Linked DNA regions of Mus musculus: all the other regions are linked to region 5. The links are chromatin contacts, called in public ChIA-PET, Hi-C, HiChIP or PLAC-seq and promoter capture Hi-C maps. All regions are on one chromosome and are shown on one strand. The core of a region is the stretch at or near the end of the contact, and the rest is flanking DNA. Distances in the headings are between cores, read along the strand shown. Region 1 has its middle 200 kb from the start of Cwc27. Region 2 holds the start of Erbin (Erbb2 interacting protein). Region 3 overlaps Erbin (Erbb2 interacting protein). Region 4 overlaps Cwc27 (CWC27 spliceosome-associated protein). Region 5 holds the start of Ppwd1 (peptidylprolyl isomerase domain and WD repeat containing 1). Region 6 holds the start of Srek1 (splicing regulatory glutamine/lysine-rich protein 1).

The links. Hi-C and Micro-C count contacts between places; a contact is called where the count stands out from the background. ChIA-PET counts read pairs in DNA pulled down with a chosen protein or histone mark. HiChIP or PLAC-seq counts read pairs in DNA pulled down with a chosen protein or histone mark. Capture Hi-C pulls out chosen DNA fragments and counts their contacts.
Region 1: a contact with region 5 is called in an H3K27ac HiChIP or PLAC-seq map of regulatory T cell precursor, with 3 times the contacts expected there. The contact joins the enhancer-like site here to the promoter of Ppwd1 in region 5. A contact is called at or near these places in 5 of 39 promoter capture datasets (the C10 cell line, hippocampal neurons, liver and 1 more), 3 of 115 datasets of contacts at active chromatin or transcription factors (bone marrow-derived macrophages, memory CD8 T cells and regulatory T cell precursor) and 3 of 9 other capture datasets (adipose tissue, embryonic stem cells and liver).
Region 2: an RNA polymerase II ChIA-PET map of effector CD8 T cells shows a contact between it and region 5, with 25 read pairs. The contact joins the promoter of Erbin here to the promoter of Ppwd1 in region 5. A contact is called at or near these places in 4 of 39 promoter capture datasets (the C10 cell line, liver and pre-B cells), 1 of 484 Hi-C or Micro-C datasets (pre-B cells), 3 of 115 datasets of contacts at active chromatin or transcription factors (effector CD8 T cells, embryonic brain and memory CD8 T cells) and 1 of 9 other capture datasets (liver).
Region 3: a contact with region 5 is called in a Hi-C map of pre-megakaryocyte-erythroid progenitors, with 2.1 times the contacts expected there. The contact joins the enhancer-like site here to the promoter of Ppwd1 in region 5. A contact is called at or near these places in 1 of 39 promoter capture datasets (the C10 cell line), 3 of 484 Hi-C or Micro-C datasets (conventional dendritic cells, myeloid progenitors and pre-megakaryocyte-erythroid progenitors), 1 of 115 datasets of contacts at active chromatin or transcription factors (thymic regulatory T cells) and 1 of 9 other capture datasets (liver).
Region 4: a contact with region 5 is called in an H3K27ac HiChIP or PLAC-seq map of differentiating embryonic stem cells, with 4 times the contacts expected there. The contact joins the enhancer-like site here to the promoter of Ppwd1 in region 5. A contact is called at or near these places in 9 of 39 promoter capture datasets (the 3T3-L1 cell line, 3T3-L1-derived adipocytes, the C10 cell line and 5 more), 1 of 15 datasets of contacts at CTCF or cohesin (the NIH/3T3 cell line), 5 of 115 datasets of contacts at active chromatin or transcription factors (astrocytes, differentiating embryonic stem cells, neural tube and 2 more) and 1 of 9 other capture datasets (adipose tissue).
Region 6: a contact with region 5 is called in a promoter capture Hi-C map of liver. The contact joins the promoter of Srek1 here to the promoter of Ppwd1 in region 5. A contact is called at or near these places in 5 of 39 promoter capture datasets (the C10 cell line, erythroid cells, hematopoietic stem and progenitor cells and 1 more), 3 of 484 Hi-C or Micro-C datasets (CD4 T cells, CD8 T cells and macrophages), 5 of 115 datasets of contacts at active chromatin or transcription factors (bone marrow-derived macrophages, effector CD8 T cells, extraembryonic endoderm stem cells and 2 more) and 2 of 9 other capture datasets (adipose tissue and liver).

Annotation. Positions count from the first base shown.
Region 1 is chr13:104,620,123-104,623,510 of GRCm38.p6, forward strand. No RefSeq gene overlaps it. Among named protein-coding and RNA genes, the nearest start is that of Cwc27, 200 kb to the right of the region's middle. Within about 2 kb of position 1,974, at least 59 of the 459 cell types and tissues checked have an H3K27ac peak or open chromatin away from gene starts, as enhancers often do. A contact at or near this core is called in regulatory T cell precursor, where this site is marked.
Region 2 is chr13:103,919,183-103,922,613 of GRCm38.p6, forward strand. It overlaps Erbin (Erbb2 interacting protein), which reads right to left and starts at 1,404. Exons shown (of 26, transcript NM_001289473.1): 1 at 1,064-1,404. D130037M23Rik reads left to right here. Exons shown (of 1, transcript XM_006517803.4): 1 at 1-3,431. The coding sequence starts at 811. The coding sequence ends at 2,640.
Region 3 is chr13:103,839,826-103,843,261 of GRCm38.p6, forward strand. It overlaps Erbin (Erbb2 interacting protein), which reads right to left. Exons shown (of 26, transcript NM_001289473.1): 19 at 1,329-1,443. Among named protein-coding and RNA genes, the nearest start is that of Gm52054, 67 kb to the left of the region's middle. Within about 2 kb of position 1,661, at least 50 of the 459 cell types and tissues checked have an H3K27ac peak or open chromatin away from gene starts, as enhancers often do. A contact at or near this core is called in pre-megakaryocyte-erythroid progenitors, where this site is marked.
Region 4 is chr13:104,659,818-104,663,263 of GRCm38.p6, forward strand. Cwc27 (CWC27 spliceosome-associated protein) reads right to left here. Exons shown (of 14, transcript NM_026072.1): 12 at 1,490-1,599. Among named protein-coding and RNA genes, the nearest start is that of Cwc27, 160 kb to the right of the region's middle. Within about 2 kb of position 1,549, at least 21 of the 459 cell types and tissues checked have an H3K27ac peak or open chromatin away from gene starts, as enhancers often do. A contact at or near this core is called in differentiating embryonic stem cells, where this site is marked.
Region 5 is chr13:104,227,156-104,230,310 of GRCm38.p6, forward strand. Ppwd1 (peptidylprolyl isomerase domain and WD repeat containing 1) reads right to left here and starts at 1,689. Exons shown (of 11, transcript NM_172807.4): 1 at 1,451-1,689. The coding sequence starts at 1,646. Cenpk (centromere protein K) reads left to right here and starts at 1,811. Exons shown (of 10, transcript NM_001377093.1): 1 at 1,811-1,847.
Region 6 is chr13:103,772,618-103,775,983 of GRCm38.p6, forward strand. Srek1 (splicing regulatory glutamine/lysine-rich protein 1) reads right to left here and starts at 1,991. Exons shown (of 12, transcript NM_001361085.1): 1 at 1,682-1,991. The coding sequence starts at 1,842. It overlaps Gm52054 (a long non-coding RNA gene), which reads left to right and starts at 2,000. Exons shown (of 4, transcript XR_003950659.1): 1 at 2,000-2,419.

The DNA.
Region 1 (3,388 bases), core at 724-3,223, 390 kb after region 5:
AACCACTACTCAGACCAGAAGTAATTCTTGTGTATGGGATGTCTGGTGTATTTAAAGAGCAGCAAAGTGAGTCAAATGTACATTTGACTTTCCACTATGCCACACTACTGGCTTTTAAATAAAATTCTCCCGGTGTCTACTTCTATATCCTTGGGGAAAAGAAGTCCAGGAAAATAAGTTGATCCCAGGGCAAATAAAACCATATTGTCAAGGAAAAAACAAAACAAAACAAAACAAAAAACAACCCAGAATGTCTTCTTGTGGGTATAGCTTGTTCTGCCAAGAGAAGGGTATCTAAGAGAACAAACACTCTAATCTTGGTGTTGATTAGCTTTTTGAAAAAGTAACTTGCTATCTGCTAAATCTCCTTTCTATAAGAGAAGGGCCACAGGAAGCAGATATGAAACACCTGAATCACACTCATTGTTTTAGAGAAACCAACTGGTGTTCTACTTGACAAATAAGTGACTTGTTCAGCCTTGGAGTACTGGGCGAGACTTATCAAGATCATTAATTACATTTCCTGTCTTGCATTAGCAGTGTTTGGGGGTGGGGTGTATAGTAGTCCTGGGAACATAGACCAGACAAAGGTCCTACTATCATCTTAGGTTCTCAGGCTGATTGAATCAGACTTCGTGCAGCTTCTGTGAAAAATTTTACCATCAAAGGATAGACTGAGTTTGCCTAGGAACTCATTTCATAAAGGAGTCTTTAGGGCGATGTGACTCCTAGGAGAGCAAAGACATTAAATCAATGTTTACAGTTTGAGAGTCTCAGATCTGATAGGTGTTTCTCATTCTTTAGTTTCTGCCTTTGGACAGCAGCACCTGTCCAGGGCTGATCTTCAGGGAAGTGAAAAACAAAACCAAAGCATCACAATTAGTTGGGGGAGCTTAATAAGCAACAACAGCAACAACAAAATCAACAACAACACAACGACAGGCCCTGGACCCCTACCCAAACTTGTCCCGAGTGTGGGAAATTAATGACAATAGGATCCCTGACCCCTTCATCTCCCCAGGGTGACTGCAATACACGAACACATTTCTACTCTTACATTCTGTGTTCTTCTAGGGTGTTTGTAGGGGCTGGTATAACTTTAATTTTTTTCAAATCCTATTTTTAATGATGGTTCTTAATCAATTTAACCTCCCCTGTAGCCCACCACCCACCAGAGGTAGTATGAAAGAAAGGACAAGGGATGGGGGTAGGGCTGAGTGGATCTGTTTGGAAAGGTTCTTTGGAGCAACTCCCATCTGAGTTGTCTGAAAATTGGCAGTTCAATTCACAGGTTGGTAGCGGCAGCTTGATCCACTTGCAAACATCTCATGGATACACCAGCAATCCAGTTCAGTAGAGTCAGGTTAGCAACAGCAGTAACATGACCTAGCAGACAGCCAGGCCGAGGGACCAACAGGAACACCAGGAGACGTTCTCAGGTGTGCCTCTCCCAGGGAAGTGAAGATCAGTGAAGACTCGGGACCCACGAGCATTGCTCAGCTAGCTGTACCAGCAAGCCACGCTCTGTCTCCATCACTCCGTCCAATCCTATTTATGCCCTCCAAACATCATGTGTCCTCTGTGTGTCGTGCCTCAGCACATGCATCCAATCAGCCCAAGTCCTTGGAGTCCCGACAAGGAGAGCTCAACTATGCAATATAAGGTGGACCAATCAATACATGCAAGCCGTTAGCAAAGAATCCTTCATCACGAGTCTCTTCATGTGTTTGTTTTAGCAGAACATTCTCTTGATGTCTGCTTCAGTGAAACGTTCCTTCATGAGTCTACCTTAGTCTTTGATCTGTGTCCACTTTAGGAAAACCCTCCTTCACCTGTTTGCCCCAGCAAAACACCATCTAACACAACAGACTCTCCCAAAAACCCTTAAGTTTCCACTTCAGGGTTGGGTGGTGTGGGGGTGTGGAGAGAGAGTACAAAAATTTTGAACAGAGCTTAGTCTCTCTGAAAGGCTTTTCCTTTCACTATTTTTTGTTGTTTTGGGTTTTTTTTTGGTTCTGGGGCTTGAACCTGGGCCATTGCACACGGGAGGCAACTCTCTAGCATCGAGTGGTATTTCAAACTATGAAAAAAATTGTTTTGCTTTTCTTTTTTTTTTTTTTTTCCCTTCATTTAACAAGCAGCACGTGTTGGGAGAAAACTCTCAGTGTGTGTCTAAAGGGCACCCAACTGGTTGTGTGGGCTGATAGGCTTGGAGCTGAAAATGCTGGAGATGGCACATATGCAAAACCACAAATTCCATAAATACTCAGGATGCTCTTTAGTAAGCCAGGGCACCCATCCTGTGTGTTAGTTTTCCCGCACTATGACAAATACCTGAGGTGAATCAATTGGAGAGAGGGAAGGTTTATTTTGGCACAGGATTTCAGAAGTGTTGGTTCATGGTTACTTGGTTACACTGTTGTGGAACATGGTAGCAAGTCAGGCCATTGTGGGAGCACGGAGGCTGCTAACCTCAAAGACTGTGGAAAGGAAAAAGGAGATAATATCTCCTTCAAGAGCATACTTTCCATGACATTACTTCCTTCCACAAGGCTGATGCCCTAACCATCTACCACCTTCCTTTAGTGCTGTAGGCTAGGAACCCAGCTATGAAGAGACGGGCCTTTGGGGGACATTTAAGATCTCAACTGTGGCACCATCATGGTGCTAACTCTAATAAACTGAAATCCTTGTTTGTGTCTAAAGGTAAGCCTGATTCTTATCAAATAAGAACATTTAAAAAAATTCTGTAAATAAGTATCTAAGTCAAGGCCTGTGATCTTCAAACTTTTAGAAATCAGACCTTTAAATCACACAAGTAAACGCTTGTCCTCACTCAGCCTTTAAGGTCTGCCTATAAACAGGCTTTTCAAATTCTAATTTGTTAAGCCAAATAGGCACTGTGCAGTTTCTCATAATCTTACTGCATCTAATTATGCTTTATATTTCTTAGCTCGCACTGCATACTACATGAAAGCAGATGCCATTATAATTTACCCTTTTCACCGGCTATTCCTCCCCGATAGTGTGAATCTAGTACCGAATTGCTCTGGGAGCCAGAGCTCATGGATTTGCTTTCTCTGTACCTGCTAACTGTAGGTCTGGCAGCAGGCTCGGAATGGAGGCTTTGGGGGATCCCTCTTGGTTTCCTCCTGTGGTGGGACTGCCAGCAGCTGCTTTCCCAGGCCTTGCTGTCTGTCTCCAGCCTTGGGGTGATATGCATCTGACTCCCCTGTCTAGCCCATCACGACTTCCTGTTCTTGTTCTGTAATGTTTTTCAGATCCGCTTCTTCCTGTTGCCTTCCCAGCCTTCTGTTTCAGGCTTTAATTACCTCACATGCACCTGCACTCTCCTAAGATCAAGATCCTCTTTCCTGTCTGCAGCTTT
Region 2 (3,431 bases), core at 154-2,653, 310 kb before region 5:
AGGGTTTACTGCAACCAAAATTAGTTCTACCCATAAAGAAAACTCCATCGGTTCAGAAGCGTCCCTAGGTCTGACTGGTGGAATGTCTGCCATGCTTCACGAATTCCTGCCCGAACAGTCCGTACCTATCACTTATTAGGCAGAAGCAAACAAAAACAGATGGGCCAACACACATACAACTGCAAAACAGCGCCGCTTTTTCCGCACAGTGTGACTCTTCTGAAAATTTTAAGGGTTTTATTTCGCTTCCCTTCCAGTGTTGTTCCTATTCGGAACTGCATACAAGTCCTGACCAATCAACTACTTGCAGGTGTTTGGCGTTTTGTTTTGTTTTTGTAGCCATATCCTTCTCCGTCCTCATCCCTAATCTTTACGACATTCTGTTTCCTAGAACGCCAGTTTCAAGAAAAATCTAGCAGCTACTCTTCAATCAAGTAACCAAACAAGCACTGTTAAGCTACTGACTGAAAAGAACGCACGACTTACTACTACTACAAGCGGCGCCTTCGCTGTCCAGAAAAAGCAATCGGGAATGGCAGGCAGCCGGTTTCTAAAGTCCAAAGAACCAGACGTGTTCTACCGAAACGACCTCCGCGTAGGATTAACGCGAAAACCAAAACAATCGGCACCAACATAAACAAATGTGGCAGCCATCTCAGGGAGAGGGAATCAATCTCTCCCCGCAGCCAGAAGACTCAACTTTCTTCGGAAACAAAAGTTGCCAGCCTCAGCAACTTGATATACAATGTATACGTCCCGGAGCACTAAAACTTCTGGCCCTCCTGCTCAACAAAGGAACTCTTTCTTCCGATGGCTGAAAAACTTTTCGTCCCACCGCATTCTTACAATCCCCGTCTTAAAAAGAAAGGAATCCAGACGGTAGACGGGGCGAGGGGGAGAAATCAGTTCTACTATTCGGCGGCTAAAATGCCAAGGCACGGGAGAAAGAAGGGAGACGAGTCGGGCAGAGCGAGGTGGACTAAAGTACCGTCGCTTCCGGCCCACGAACTTGGCTCGACGCTTCCCGTAAAAGAAAGAAAAAAAAAGAAAGAAAAGAAATTACCTCTCAGGGTGTCTCAGGGCAGCCGTCCCGAGGCTCGGCTTGACATGGTTCCCTGCCCTTCCTCAGTGGCTCCGGGCCCCGCCGAGGCTCCCGTGAGGACGAGGCGGATGTGGAGCTGCCGCCCGGCCGGCCGCAGCAGTGCGGCTGCTCCGGTGGGGGCTGGGGTGCGGGCTGGCTTCCTGCTCGCGACTTGTGTCAGGAGTTTCCCAGCCCCGGCTCGCTTCTCCGCCGAAGGAAAAAACTTTTCACTCGTGACACCGCCCGGAATTGCCGTGCGAAACTCACTTCCTGCCTGGGTGAAAAGCAGGCTCCAGCTCGGGGCCCGGGAACCCGGAACCCCGGGGTGGCGCGCCGCGCCGCCGAGGGGGAGGGGACGGCGCCCGCCCCGAGCCGCGGAACCTCGCGCGGCCCACGGGGGGCGAGGACGCGGAGCTCGGCCGGCCTGGGCCGCACTAGGCCTCCGCCCCCACAGCCGCGCCGCGCGGGTATTGTCTCGAGTGCGCCGGCCGCGCCCTGCGCCCGCCCGGCCCCCGCCGCTCCGAGCCGGAGCCGACCGGCCGCGCAGGCTGGAAGGCGACCGTCCGTCGGGCGGTCCGACCGGCCGGCCCTGTCTCTGCCACTCGCGCTCGAACCCTCCGGGCTTCCCGCCGCCGTCCCTGCGCTCTCCTCCGTCCTCTTTCCCTGCGGTCGCGGCCGCGGCGGCGCGGTCTCCTCGGGAGCTCGCGGGCCCGCGCCGGGGGCCCAGGCTGCGTCGCGCGCCGCCGCGCCACCTTCACTCTCGAGCGGGAGACGGAGAGGGGAGGCGAGGCGGAGGAGAGAAAGGAGGAGGCGGACCCGGGCCGGGCCGGGGTGGAGGGAGTTTCTGCTTCACAGGCCTCGGCGGCAACAGCGCCACCGCCCCGGCGGCTAAGGGGGCCGAGGCTGCGCGCGGCGGCGGCGGCGGCGACGGGGGCGGGGCGGGCTCCCGCGGGGGCGCCCCAACCGCCCACAGCCAGGCGAAGGCCGGCGCGAGCCAGTCAGCGCGCACGGGGTCTACGCGGTCGACGTCGGCGGCGGGGGGCGCGGGCCGGGGGCCGCGGGCCGGCGGGGAGGCGCGCGGCGGGAGGCCCGCCACCCACCCTCCCGAGGCCCGGGCCGCCGGGCTCCCCTCCGCCCCCCACGACCCCGCGAGGCCTCCGCCGCCCGGGCCGATCGAGTTTCTTTGTACGACCGTAATTGGTGCAAAGAGGTTGTTCGAGTGCAGCCCCGATTTCCAGGCAGCAGGTATCTCTTTCAGCTGCAGCACTCCGACGCCTCTAATGGCACGCTCAGGTTGCAGGAAACCACCGCCGCTGCTCCGTGCAGCTTCTTCCCACGCCGGGCCGGCCTCCGAGCTTGCTGCAAGCGGCGACGCGGCCGGGGGCCCCTCCGAGGAGACAAAGCTGGTGCTGGGAGGCGGGGAGCGTGGCCCGCGAAATTGCCTCAAGACGGTGCCTTTGTTAGAGGAAACATTGGATGCACTCCGAGCGCCGCGAAGCCTTCCAGCCCCTACGCTTTCGGGCGTGCAGTCGTTCAGTCAGTCGCGCTGGCCCTGGTAGTTCTGCCTGGCAGGGTTTGCGTTTATTGCAGAGAGAGACTTAAGCATTCTGTCAACACATATGGCTTAGAAAGCTTCAACCATAACATTGCCGTTTTTACAGTTACTGCTTTAAGTATGTTAGCAGACAGAACATCCTTGTTTTACCCGAGGGAATGGAATAGATTCTGGGCAAACCATCGTCCACCCCCACTCTGCTGTATTAACTATGCACAGGGATGGTAATTAGCCTCTGGGTCCTTCAAGCCACTGGTTCAGTTCTTCCGTCTGTAGCCCAGAGATAATTATTCATCACCAACTTTGAATAAAAAGCTATATGCCTTACAGATGAGTTTTGGCTTGCATCCAAGGGAAAGAGTTCACGAAGTCCACCAAAGAATTATTTACTAAAGTTGAGTTCTACGCCAGAGACAAATACTTGGAATAATTCCAAAGATATTCAAATCATTTTGAATTGAAGTGGAAGCATTTTAACTACACCCAAAACTGCTAGAATTAACTAACACGAGCGTTAGATTCTTAGCCCGTAGAGGACAGTGGTACCAGGGTTTCAGAGCGGTCTCTGAAAAACATTCGATGACAGCCCCGGGAATGGCAGAACTGGTCATTTCATCTTGGGAATCTATTTTATACTAATAGGGATCTTAGCCATTGTATATTTTAAAAACGGTGTATTTGTACAGACTGTTTCAACGGACATGAGAACGTTTTGTTTTACACCATCTTTGGAAAATGTTTGGAGTTTGATCAGAGCTCAATGGCAAGGCTATGATCAAAAGGTCTCTATCCTAA
Region 3 (3,436 bases), core at 411-2,910, 390 kb before region 5:
ATTATTTCATATGAATGTGTAATATTTTTCAGCCTATCTTGATAATAAAATTGAGCAATGTAATCAATATGTAAACAAAATCAAAATTTCAAGGGTCGGTTCCTTTATTTCAAATGTAAACATTTACTTTTATATGTATGCCTGTGTGTGTATGTGCATTTGACTGAAGGTGCTCAGAAGTCAAAGGTATCATATCCCCTGCAGCTGAAGTTAGAGTGAGCTGCCCAATGTGGGTGCTGGGAACCAAGCGTGGGTCCTCTGTATCTCTCCACCTCAAAGACCTGTTTATAAAGTGGTAATCTCTCCATGTGTGAGGTGGTTGTTTAGAACAACGAAAAGGAAACTGTTCATATCTACTAAAGCACAAGTTTAAAAGGAATTTGAAAATAGTTGTAAAAAAGCTCTTTATAAAGAAGTCAACTCTAGCCAACTCAAGGGTCTAATGTACTCAGACATACCCACATATCGATTAAAGATAGTTTATTGTTTTTAGAAATAGGGCTCAAATGGTTTAGGAACTCCAACCTCAAGGTACTTGAGTCTTAGTTCCTTAATGTGTAAAAAATAATGTTAGACAGCCTTTGAAGTACTTTTTATGGGGCTATTACTACAACCAACTGTTAAACAGCTAAGTAACAACTGCCTAGTACCTAAGCAACTGTTAAATAAAGTACTCAATCGTTTTTAAGTATCCTTATAAACCCAAGCTGGCCAAGAGCCACCTTGGTAGTATCATTAGCTCTATGAAAGCAACCGTCTGGATAAGCATTTGGCAGAGATAGCGCAAGCTGATCAGGCACAAGTCGCAAGAGTTGTGTGATGACATAGGTGACAATTAGCTGGCGAAAGTTGGGGAAAAGCACTTAATATTTATCATTCTGGAATAGATAGGAATAAAATAATGTTTATATAGTATAAATCGTATATATCAGGAACTATGCAATGTATTATATGCAAAATCCTTCATTGGCCTCACTACAATTCAAATTTGTCTATATAAATGGATAAAATTAAGCACACAAGGAAAATGTATCTAGGAAATACTCAATAGAAATGGAATTATAATCTAGAATTATATCCCTTTAATGTACATGCCCTTACAAACAAACTCTGCATGGGAGTGGAGAGGACCTACCAATCTCTTTCTTTAAAAATGGGAAATAAGAACAACATTTTAGAAAGGCAGTTATAAATTTTGCTTTCAGAATGTTTCAAAAATGTGACATCCAATGAAATTTACTTCCACAAAGTTAATACATCTTACTTAGGTGATTTCTAGTCTTAATGCCTCCCCCTCTTAACATCTAACCTTTTTGATTATTACTAACCCTTTTTATTATTACTAAGTGCTACAACTTTGGGCTGATTAATCGAGGATTCAATTAATGGAGGTCGCATCTCTGCCATTTTCATTTCTTCATCAGAAGAAAGTTCTTCAGATTCCTAGTTTAAAGAAAAAAGGGATAAATACGAGAATTAAACTTTGGACTCTTTAAATGAATTAATATATCATAAAAACATCACAGGGAAACGAAGCAACTGCTCAGACCATGTATAAAAGTGCCTGTTAATGGAAATGGTTGACAAAGCTGCATGACTCAACTTTTTCAAGTGCAGCAATAAACCTACAGTAGTACTGTAACCACAGATTAAAACTTCTCATGGATCATTTCTGGCTCTAAGCCTTATCACTGTATCAGTAGTTGTCACGTGCCAGAGTGTGAGGTTACTGGCAAACAAAAATGACCACAGCACAATCCTGTTTTTCAAAAATTCAACTTCTGGAGTCCCTCAACAGAGCCTTTGCCTAAGTGTTGAGTAGTTTCATAACTATATTTGGCTTCTACGATAGACTACTATTAATGTGAACTATAAATATTTTACCTATTTTGAAAACAGAATTGTTATTTTCCATGTTTATTTCCTGTAATACGCCACAGTTGTTGCAGATTACCTACTACTGAGTAGTGTCAGAAAAGAAAATGACTTGTTAGTCATCAACTATTAATAGAAATTTTAATATCATATGTCATGCAGGAAATGAGCTCTCTTGCCAGTTAAATCATTCCTACATACTAAGATGAAACTAAAGCAAATGCTTTACAAAACTTGTTCCTCTGAAAAAGAAACAAACAGTACTAAGGACTTTTATGTGTTTGTAAGTGCCACAGTAAAGATATGGATAGTGGAGAGATCACTCAGCAATTAAGAGCACTTGCTGTCTTGCAGAGGACAAAGGTTTATTTTCCAGCACCCACATGGTAGCTCTATTTCTTGGTGTACAAAAATACTATTTTAATGAAATAGTTTTCAATCTCTATTCATATCATTATAGATTTATTTTTATTTCTTGTGTATGAATGTTTTGCTTGAATGTATGACTGTGTGTGTGTGTGTGTGATAACCATGGAGGTTAAAAGAGGGTGTTGAGCCTCTGGAACTGGAGTTAAGGGAGAACCAGAGCCACCGTGGAGTTCAGCGAGGCACAGTAGCTCACAGCTATACACCTAGCATGCAAGAGGCTAAGACAGGAGGAGTATCACGAGTTACACCAGCTTGGGCTGCATAGTGAGCTCCAGGACTATCTGGGCTATGGAGACTTAGTCTCAGAAAACTGAGAGTTCTGTCTATGTTTAGCAGTCTCACTTATACCTGAGATATAATTCAATAGAATACTATTCAGACACCATAGAAATAAGATGCAGTTCTGAGAATTACCACAGTATGAACTTCAAGAGAATATGCCAAGGGAAGGAAACGATAAAAGACCACTTACTGAGCAGTAATAGACAAATCTATACAGGCAAAGTACTTACTAGTTGCTTAGAGCTGGGGGGGGGGGGCGTGCAAAGCCTTAAAGGGACAAAAAGGATGACATTTCTTTTTCTTTCTGTGGCTATACAAATATTCTGCAAGTAACTGTGGTGATGGTTTTACAACTTTGTAAATTGTTTAAGTCATTAAATTATATGCTTTCAATCAGTACACTTAGAGTTTATCTCTTTTTAAAAAGGCCTCCTGCCTTAAAAAAAAACCAAAAACAAAACCTACAACTTTTAATAGTAGAGATTATATTTAGGTTCTTAGACACTGAACAAGGGTAACATTCAATGATGAATGCTTATGTAAGTTAAATGATTGGGTATACCCATAATAGGTATTTTCTCTTGTCCCACCCCCCCTTTTTCACAGTGCTGAGGACAGAATCCAGGGCCTATGCCAGCTGAGGCACTACTACCACTGATCTACATCTTCAATTTTCATTTTGATGTTACAGAAATAAAACCAAGGACTGAGGATGCAAAAGACAGAACATGAGCCTCTCTTATGTACAACTAACTGAACTTGATTTCCATTACTGCAAAAAATAAAGACATAAAAGCAACTGTGATTATTCACTTTACATGACACATCATTATCTAATTTACTTACTAGT
Region 4 (3,446 bases), core at 299-2,798, 430 kb after region 5:
AAATGGTATATGCTCATACATGCAAGGTAACACCAAAAATCTTAGTTTGAGAAATTCAGAATGTCCTCCTTTAAGATTTAAAAAATTTTTAAAAGATTTATTTATTTCATGTATGTGAGTACTGTCACTGTCTTCAGACACATCAGAGGAGGGATTCCCATAACAGAGGGTTGTGGGCTACCATGAGGTTGCTGGGAATTGAACTCAGGATCTCTGAAAAAGTAGTCAGTGCTATTAACCGCTGAGCCATCTCTCTAGCCCAAGATTTAAAAGTTGTATGTGTTATAAGCATTTGGTCTTCATGAACGTATGCGTACACATAGTAGGTCAGATTTCTTGGAACCAGAGTTCCCCATGGCCGGGAGCCACAGTATGGGTGCTGGGAACTGAATGCTGCTCCTTGCAAAGGCAGCAAGTGCTCTTAACTGCTGAGTCATCACACCAGCTCCAGTCTCACACCTTTTCAACACACAAGGCAACTGAGACATTTGTTTTATCAAGTGCCATGTATCATCTGGCAAACTGGTCAGCTGGTTCTATCTCTTCTCATTCTGTTAATATTTTCACATTTAAACTTTAGAAAACTGAGAAATTTTCTTGTAACAAACAAGGAAATTAGTAGAAACCAATTTACAAACCAAGCACCATCCTCCTAGGCAGTGTGCCATTTCACGTCCAGCATGTGACAGACTGTTCCATCATGTGACAGACGACTGGGGTGGAAACTTACACTGTCTGCAAGCTGCCACTGCTCCCTGTTGTCATACAGGAGATACTTCTCCCGGAAATGTCTGAGAGAATGGGCTTTAGGAAGCTCTTGTACATGACATTAACAGAACAACTGAAATTTCAGTTCAAGGTTTTACACACACACACACACACGCACACGCACACACGCACGCACGCACGCACGCACGCACGCACGCACGCGCACACGCACACGCACACACACCCCTGGGAAGAACTTTAGCATGTGGATTGCCATGAGTGGCCAAGGTCACTGCATTCCTCCTTGTGCATTTCGTTTTCATAAGGAGCTTCCTGGTCAGTGCACAGGTGTCCGCACAGCCAGGGAGGCTTCTGCCTCACGTTTCGGGGGTCACCTTGGTTCCGAGACCCCGCGGCCGGCTGCGGTGGAGAGTGTGGAACACAGAGGCCAGCAGCTTCTGGACCGGGACCGGGCGAGAGCCACAGAGCCTCTGAGGCGGCGCCATTTCCGGCTCCAGACAACCGGCCACCTTCCTGGTGAGAGCACAGGGGTCCACCCGGCCCGAGAGGCTTCTGCCTCACGTTCCGTGGGGGCCACCTTGGTTCCGGGACTCCGCGGCGGGCGGTCTGCGGGTGAGAGTGTGGAACACAGAGGCCAGCAGCTTCGTTTTCATAAGGAGTGCTTCCTTGGACTCATAATTAGATTAGGCTCTACCTAACACCACTAGGAGAGAATAAAAATAAGCATTGAACTCTACACGGACTTTGGTTTTGAAGTTACCTGGTCCTCGCGGGAAGTTCCCTTCTTTGGCTGTTGCTTCCGCAAAGCTTCATACTTCTGCTTTTCTCGCCTGTACTCTGCAACAGCGCCATCTGGGGCAGCTTCTTCCTCTGTGGAACAGGAGCATAATCTCAGGGGAGGGCACACGTACAGATTCAGGTTACCAGGGAGGGAGCTCAAACTAGGGCTTGCTTAAAGCAAAACAAAGACAAAATACAATCCAGAGATCTACCAAAGTCTATTATTTTCTCGGTTACAAAGTGACAGGCACTAAATTTGTCAGGCTTTGCATTTTTTCTATACTGTATCATTTTATTTTTCTTCTATGCATTCTCTTAGGCTGACTGTAAAATAATTGATCTCACTAAAAAATAGTTTAGATTTTTCTAAAATCCAGCAGTACTATTTTATATTGTTTCTATCCTTATAATATACATTTTCAAATATTTGTTGAGGTTTCACTAATTCACCACCTTTGCTTCCACTCCAGTTAAAATAACAAAGATAAACTTCAGGTTGACGATAAGTAGAAAATAAATACACCTGCCAAATTAAGTCAAGACAGCAGCAGAAGGAGAAAAATTAATTTTAATAAGTCAGAATTTAGACAATAAATATACACAAGCAGCAGTGCAATGAACAAACAAAACAAGCCAACAACACACAGTTAACAGTAGCCGCAACACACATGCTTAGTATCCACTTGGCTGGGATGGCTGTATTTGCCATATAGAAAATGATTCTTACAATAGATTTCTAAGGATTACTTTCACATTTTCCCTTGAATTACATCCTTGACTGTCAGTCTTATTCTCCTGTAAAAGTTACACTTGCACTATCCTGGGATCTAGCATGTGGATGTGCAGTCAACTCCCACCTGTGAGCCTACATACAGTGTCTCATACCTGCTGAGTGCATGCTCCACCAGTGAGCTGCTCACATCCTGTCGGGAACACACCCCTTCCCAGCCTGGCATCCCACTTCTTTATTCTGTCTATCTCAAAGTGGTTTTTTTTTTTTTTTTTTTTTTTTTTTTCCTCTTGGAGCTCACCTTGCTCTCTCAACTCCCTACCTTTTGTTGTTTCTTCTTTAAGACACACTAAAAACAGTCTATCTCTCCATTCCCCAATTAATCTCCCTGCCTAGTTCCTGTTCCCTTTGAAGTCTCAGCCTGGCTGGCACTTGGTCCACACAGACTTTCTGGTTACAGTCATAGCGTCTGGTCAGGATGTTCCCCTGAGCTCCTAGACTGGCCCTTAGCACTTTGCAGACTTTATGGTAGTTTACTGTTTACGTTTCTTTTCCTACTCGGGGACATTAAAATCCTGGAGGAAAAGTTCTGTCCCCAGCACTTAGAGCAGAGCTTGGCGAGTGATCCATGCTGATAAATAATGAGTCAAGTGGAAGAGAGAACACTGAAACTAGAGAGGGCAAGTGAAAAGGAGGCAGGTCAGTCTGGCCCCAGACACACACTGCTGGGGCAGAACTACCCTGCCATCTGAGAGCTTCTGCTCTGCCACCTCAGGGAATCAGTTAGATCTACTTTCTGACATTTTCTATGGCAGCATTTTGAAGTTCCAATGCTAATGAATATCCTCAGAACCAGCTAGTGCTAAAAAGGACAGGTCCTTACATTTTTTAGCTACGAGACACAAAAGCCTTTGTGGTGAGAACTTTAATCAGTGATAGATATGTCGAGCTACCATTGCTACAGCTAAGTCAAGTTAATATTCAGTCATGTTTATTTTAATGACTTTAACATGATCCCTTGATTATACTTTTAAGAAGTGTTTACAAAATAGACTAGAAAAATTTAAATAGGAAAGTCTTACTTTGTAGCCCAGGTTGCCCCCCACATTTAAGATCTAACTGCTTCAGCTTCTCTAGGGGCTTAGAATTATAGAGACTTCCTACCACACTCAGCTTCAGAATATAGATATATTGTGCAACAACAAAG
Region 5 (3,155 bases), core at 439-2,938:
ACTCAAAGTACTATAAAACAACCATATATCATTGTGAACATATACACACAAAAGTCTAATCTTGCCTACATTTCCAAAAATTTTAAATCACTAAGCACCTGTCATCCTCCCTCAAACTCAAACTCCATTGGTTGGCTTAAAAAAAAAATCTGGCTAAGGGAAAAGATTTTTCACATGATATACCTATTCCTGTCCCAACTCTATTGTTCATAAGACACTTGTTTCCTATGTCAGCATTTCAAAGTTTGGTTTTTCTTTTTCATTTTGTTTCGTTTTCCTTCCTAAATTATCCTTCCATTCTTTCCACCTAAGCAGTTCTTGTAGTAATATTTAGGTGAAATAATAACAGCACAAATGTTATAAAATATTCATTTAAACTTGTATGCAAAACACTGTATTGAAGTGTTGGAGCCGAAAGTACAAGATCCTTGTTCTTACATGATTAGGCTAGTAGTGTTCAGGAAGTCACATGAGTAAACACACAACTACAAAAAGTAGTAAGTGCCTCGAAGGCAAAAGCAGGATTGGGCAGAAAAAGTAAGGAGCTAACTAAAGGGTGTCACTATCCAATGTTCAAAAAGCACTGACCTAAAACCTAGACCTGTTAAAAAGCTAGCATGGTTAAAGGAGAGAAATGACTCCAGATAGAGACACTTCACAGTATCTGGACAGGAACGTAGAGGAGCCCTTGCTCAAGGACAAGGTAGGGTTTTGAGAATGGACAGAATTGGGAGTCCTGCTTGGGGAAATAAAGAGAGACAAACTGCCTCATAATCCATGTTAAGGTGTTTGGGCTTTGTTCTGAAAATAAAAGATTTTTAAATAGTTCCACAGTCAGAATTGAGATTAACGCGTGAGCGAACGAACACACACACACACACAACCCTAAGACATTTATGAAAAAGTTCCTAGAACAGTCTTTAAAACAGTAAATATTATCTCTTTACCAAACTTTAATATTATAAAATCTTGTTATTATTCACGTTAGTGGCAAAACTTTACTATATTGTCTCGAGTATGGCTTCATATCCAGCTAGCTTAAGCAACTTCCCCTGAGTTTGAAAATTCATTACTAGACGAGTCAGGGTTGAAAGCTTAAGTGTTTATGATTCTGAGAGCTCCTTCCCACACCTGCTCAATCAATATTAGGAATTCCAACTTCACACAGCAGCTATGAGGTCAAAAAAAGCATCCAAACACAGAAATACAGACAAGCACTAGTTTGTATCATCTCTGACAGTCAGGAATCAACGGTGTTCCTTTTTTTTTTTTTTTTTTTAACACGCCATACTAACACCAATTCACTCTTTAGGGAGGAAATGCAGTGAAGATCGTCCGTTCTAAGTGCACAAACCCACAATCTCACTCCCGCCCGTGGGCGTGCTTGAGATCAACCCTCCCACTCGGCCGGAGTAGCCGTCCAGCTTGCTCGCGGGCTCTCCGCTGCTACCTTTCCTCTTCTTGGCAAGGGTTGCCTCCACCGGTAAAGGCCCGACCCAGCGCTCTTCATTCTCATCATCATTTTCTTCGCTCCCCGCCACTGCCAGGGCCGGTTCTCGCTCGCTCAGTTCCGTTTTTTCTGATCCCTCTGGGTCTCGGCGCCTTCTCCTCCTCAGCTGCGAATCGCTCCCACTCTCGGTCGCCATGTCGTCCGAGGCGTTAGAAGAGACGCGACGACCGAGTGAACTAGGTTTCCCCGAGCCGCGGCGCAGCTTTTGTCCGTCAGCTGCCGGAAGCGCTTTTTGATTGGCTGCGGTGGGCGCAGCTGGTCCAATCAGCGAGCAGCGCGCGTAAACAGCGCGGCTTGGCTGTGTTGACGAGAGCGCTGAGGAGGCCGGAGGACTGAAGTGAGTTGAAACCGGCTCTGACTGGCAAAGGCCCCAGTTTTCTGTCAAGGAGGATGGCAGCTCGCGGGTTTGGGGGACCCAGGTACCCCCTAGATCGGACGCTTACGCCTTACGAACTGGAGGTCTCGCGCTTCTCGGCCTCTCGGGCCAATGCTGTTCTAGAACCTACCTGTTTTTTCCCGAAAAAGCCGAGGGGCGGGGTTGGAAGGAACTTTTTGTTAAAAAGAATGAAGTAGATTTCTATCAGCTAAACTATATATTGAAATTACTGTAATTTATAAGGTGGCCTCCCATTTAGAATATTCTTTTTGACTTGGAATGTGTATGTATGTGACGCGAGAAATTCACGAAGGGCCTGCGTGTTACGTTCCCGCGTCTCCACCTGCCTGCTCTATGTTTGACGATTAGCATATAGTCTATGAGCCTTTGCTATTTCTGGATCTTTATATTTCTGTATAGGTCTAGAATTTCCTCATCAAGTGCGACAGAGTTTTTGTCGCCTTTAAGATGTTAATTAAGATAAAAGAGGACAATTTGGGGGGAGTTGACATCTTCGCGTTATTGACACCTTTAACCTAGGAGCATGCTACCGTGTTCTGTCTATTCCAACAACAAAGCTGCATCCTGTACCACTTCTCCGTTGGTAATTTACAGGTTAAGCAATTTAAGACTTAAAAATTCCTTATGAGTAAAAAAATACATTGGGGCGGTGTTTATTCTGATTTACATCTGATGTTGTAAACTACAGGTCCTCTCTACATCCTTAAAATTACCTAACTGTACCTCATGATACACTATCATCTTTACAACAGCCATCTAGTAACCTTGCCCTGGATGACTATATTCATTAATATGCTATCTTTTGTTGTTTTAATTGGGCCACTAGTTAGTAATTTAAAGTGGGCTACTATCCAAAGTTGCTTTATATTCTTTGAGTTTTCTTAAAGACAAAAACAAAAAACAAAAAAAACCAACATTCTGTAACCTTTCCCCCTCTCCTCTTAAAATTTTGTTTGTAAACCTTATAGCCTTTATGTGATAAGCTATTTCTCTGAACCCTGACCCCTTCTGAGATAGGATTTTTCTTTTATGTCCTGACTGTCCTTGAAAGGACAGAGATTCGAATGCCTCTGCTTCTGCTTCCCAAGTGCTGGGATTAAAGGCAGGGGTCACACCACCTGGCTGTATCTGCTCTTAAAATTCAAATTCCTTGATACTTCCTCACAGTGGATCACCTTAGGTTCCATTTCACTTAGTTGGAAGAAGTAATTCAAACACACCTTCCACAAGCTCTTACCAATACATCTC
Region 6 (3,366 bases), core at 741-3,240, 450 kb before region 5:
TTCCATTGGGAGTGAAGAACATTCTCTAATATATTTCTTCAGACCCTCTAATGCCCCAAAGTTAATTTACAAGAGTTCATGGGCAGAACATTTTACTGACTGGCTTGATACAGCCCTCCCTCCTACGAACCCGAGAACGTAAGCTGATGGCTGAAAGCATCTTTAAATGTTAAGAGATACTACAAATGTTAGTGCCATGGTTACAGCAGACCTTATGTTCATGCACTTATGCAGGATTCTTGTCGAAAACATATTGTGCTTGAATCTCAGACTATCTGTCATTCTTCTAACCTGCATCACAAAATGTCAACATCATTAGATTCTTAAGTGAGGAAGGGGCCTTTTCTAGACTGGAGATAACCAAGTATCATGGTATTCTCCGAACACATACAAGATAAAAGGGGGAGGGGAGCACTATTAAAACATTGAATATCTTCCTCTTTTCTTATCTTTTGTTTTGTTTTTTGAGACAGTTTCTCTCACCCAGAAAGCACTGGCCACCAGGGTGGGCTTGAACTCAAGAGATCCCTGGCTCTGCCTTCTAGAGTGCTGGGATTAAGGCGCCTGGCAACGCGCCCAGCTAGAATAAATGAAAATTTAATAATCACCTGCACCAAGTGAAAAGAATACTGATAGGCAGTCACTGTTTTATTTCAACTTTTTTGAATGCATAACATTAAATAGTCACATCCGTAAGAAATCAATTTGTAGCCATTCTGCTACTTACAGAGAGTAGAGAGATATATTGTTCTGTGTGCATGACTATGAAATAAGCCAAAATCTTTTCCCAAAAAAATCGTGGACAACTTTTCCTTCAAATAATTTTAGCATAAAGAACAAAATACCGTGGCCCTTAGTATTTTCTTAAAGTTTATGAGTGTGAGAATGTTACGAACGGTAAAACCATTACAAGTTATCCGATTAGTGAATACTGCATAAGGGAAATTTACCACTTCAAGTACACTGCCTAAGAAGCGAGCGCTGGATTTTAAACACATGTACACAGTAGTGATAATTCTGCACCGATTTATACTTTTTGAAACGTCTGAGCCAGCGTGACCTTCTTGGAGAAGGAAAATTCAGGCTGTTGCCAAAAGGAGAGATTGACGTGATCTTTAAGATCGTGAATATGGGCTCGGTTAGAAAAACCAAAACGATGGTAAATGTCTAAGATCACCCCGGAGAACAAAAACAGCCCCGATTCCATGTTGTCATCCGCTCGCTCCCTCAGCAGCGCTAGCAGCCTGACATTAAGACCTAGAGGTCCGGGCGTTGGCGTTGCTGGCGTTCTCCACGATTCTCCCAGTGCAAAAAAAAAAAAAAAAAAAAGAAACGTTATAGGCATTTGCCATGAGGACTGTCGCCGGCCCACCTGCGGCCATCTTAAGTTCGGGGGAAACCAAAGGCCCGGGGCACCCAACTCGAAGGCCGGGCATCAACCACAGTCCCGGAGGCTCGAGAGAGGAAGGCACCCCTAAGTCCTCTGCAGGAACCCCGCGTGGAGCTCAATTAACAAAACCTCACCGCGGAGAGGCCCCGCGGCCGGCCGGGTGCCCTCATCAAACATGGCCGCCTAGGGAAGCGCGCCGTCACGTGACGCCCGCGCTCGCCCCGTGCCTCCCTCGGCGCCCGAGGTCTGGATGGCGGCGCGCCCCTCCCCCCGCCGGGCTCCAGCACTCACTCTGGGGGGTAGAGCCGTAGCTCCTCGATTTCTCCTAGGAAGGAAAAGAGCGTCCTCATCTGCTCGCTGGTCACCGCCGACGAGAGGTTCGTCACCTGAATCACCGTCGTAGGGAAGAGGCCGAAGCCTAAGCCCAAGCCGAAGCCGCCGCCGCTGTTCATCCCGGCCTCGCTGCTGCTGCCTTCCCGCTCCCCAACGTCCACGACGCGTCAGCGACGGAGCCTGGGAAGCAGAGGCGCGCGGCCGCGAGCGCGCTCCCGAGAGCTAATCCTCCGCGCCCGGGCACGTCTAGCCGCCCATCGCGCAACTCTCCTGCTCCGGGGGCTGCGCGCGCCGGCCGGAAGCGTCGCCCTGGCAACGCGGCGGCTCCCCGCGGGTCCTGGCGGCCGCAGCCCTGGGGTCAGGTCGCCGGGACTGTTGCTAGGCGTCACTAGGTCTTCAGAGAGGTTTACCTGCTGCTGCAGTGAGGGTTGCGGAGGTTGTGCCTACAAACTCCATCACTTCTCGATGCTTCTGTCAGTTAAGCAGCTCGGCTCTTTCTCCACATCAGGCGGAGGAACCCAGAGGCCTGGGCTGCAGTGGTAAAGGGACAATGACATCTGGACATTATACATTAATACCTGACCAAACAATAGCTTCATTATTAAATACAGGCTGCAACCCCGCTTAACCTATTTTCAAAATTGGCAGGCACCCTGATTATGAGAATTCTTGGAAATTTTCACACCAATTATGGAGGTTAGGGTAAATGAGTGAATGAAAGGCTTTGCTGTCAATTTATAACATGCAATTTATTTACTAGCGGGCCCTAATATCTATACTTTTAGACAAAGGCAGGTAAAAGACACAAACTGTCTACATGCAACTTGCACCTTAATACTGCGCAATCATTTTCAACCAGAGCAGCTATATCCAAAGTTCATGGTTCAAGTCCATTCCTGTGGGCCCACAATATAAAAACTTATTGGGGTCCTGGAGTTGCTCTACAAAGCACACAAACATCAAACTCAGTTAAACAGGGATGGTTTATATAACTCACACCACAAGCCTGATGGACCAGGGCAACAGCTCAAAAAGCTGAGCGCTGGATATTTCTTAATGGCCATCTTCTAAAGGTTAAAACCGCTCAAACCACAGTGGGCTCCAATGCAGGTGCTGGAAGGGCTGCCTGGTAGTCAGCCCTCACTCAAGCCATTTTAGACGTGACAGTTTATATTGACCTTTAATTTGATGGGTCCTACATGAAGCCTACAGTTGTGGAATTTCTTAAGATTAACAAACCTCATAACACACAGAACAGAACAGGGTATGTGATCAGCATGACTCTGTTCTGAGTCAAGTTATTTTTCTGTGTCAATGACTGGCAGGCACACTACAGCAACATATGAAGTAGCTAGCAGACATGGAACGAAATGGCTACAGCTATGCTGGGGGAGGGAGACCCCAACACATGTACTAATTATTAAGACTTTGTTGCCACAGGGCGGTGGTGGTGCAAGCCTTTGATCCCAGCACTTGGGAGGCAGAGGCAGGTGGATTTCTGAGTTCGAGGCCAGCCTGGTCTACAGAGTGAGTTTCAGGACAGCCAGGGCTACACAGAGAAACCCTGTCTCAAAAAAACAAAAGAAGAAAAACAAAAACAAAAAGACTTTGTTGCTCTTTTCACCTTTGTTCTGATGGTCTTA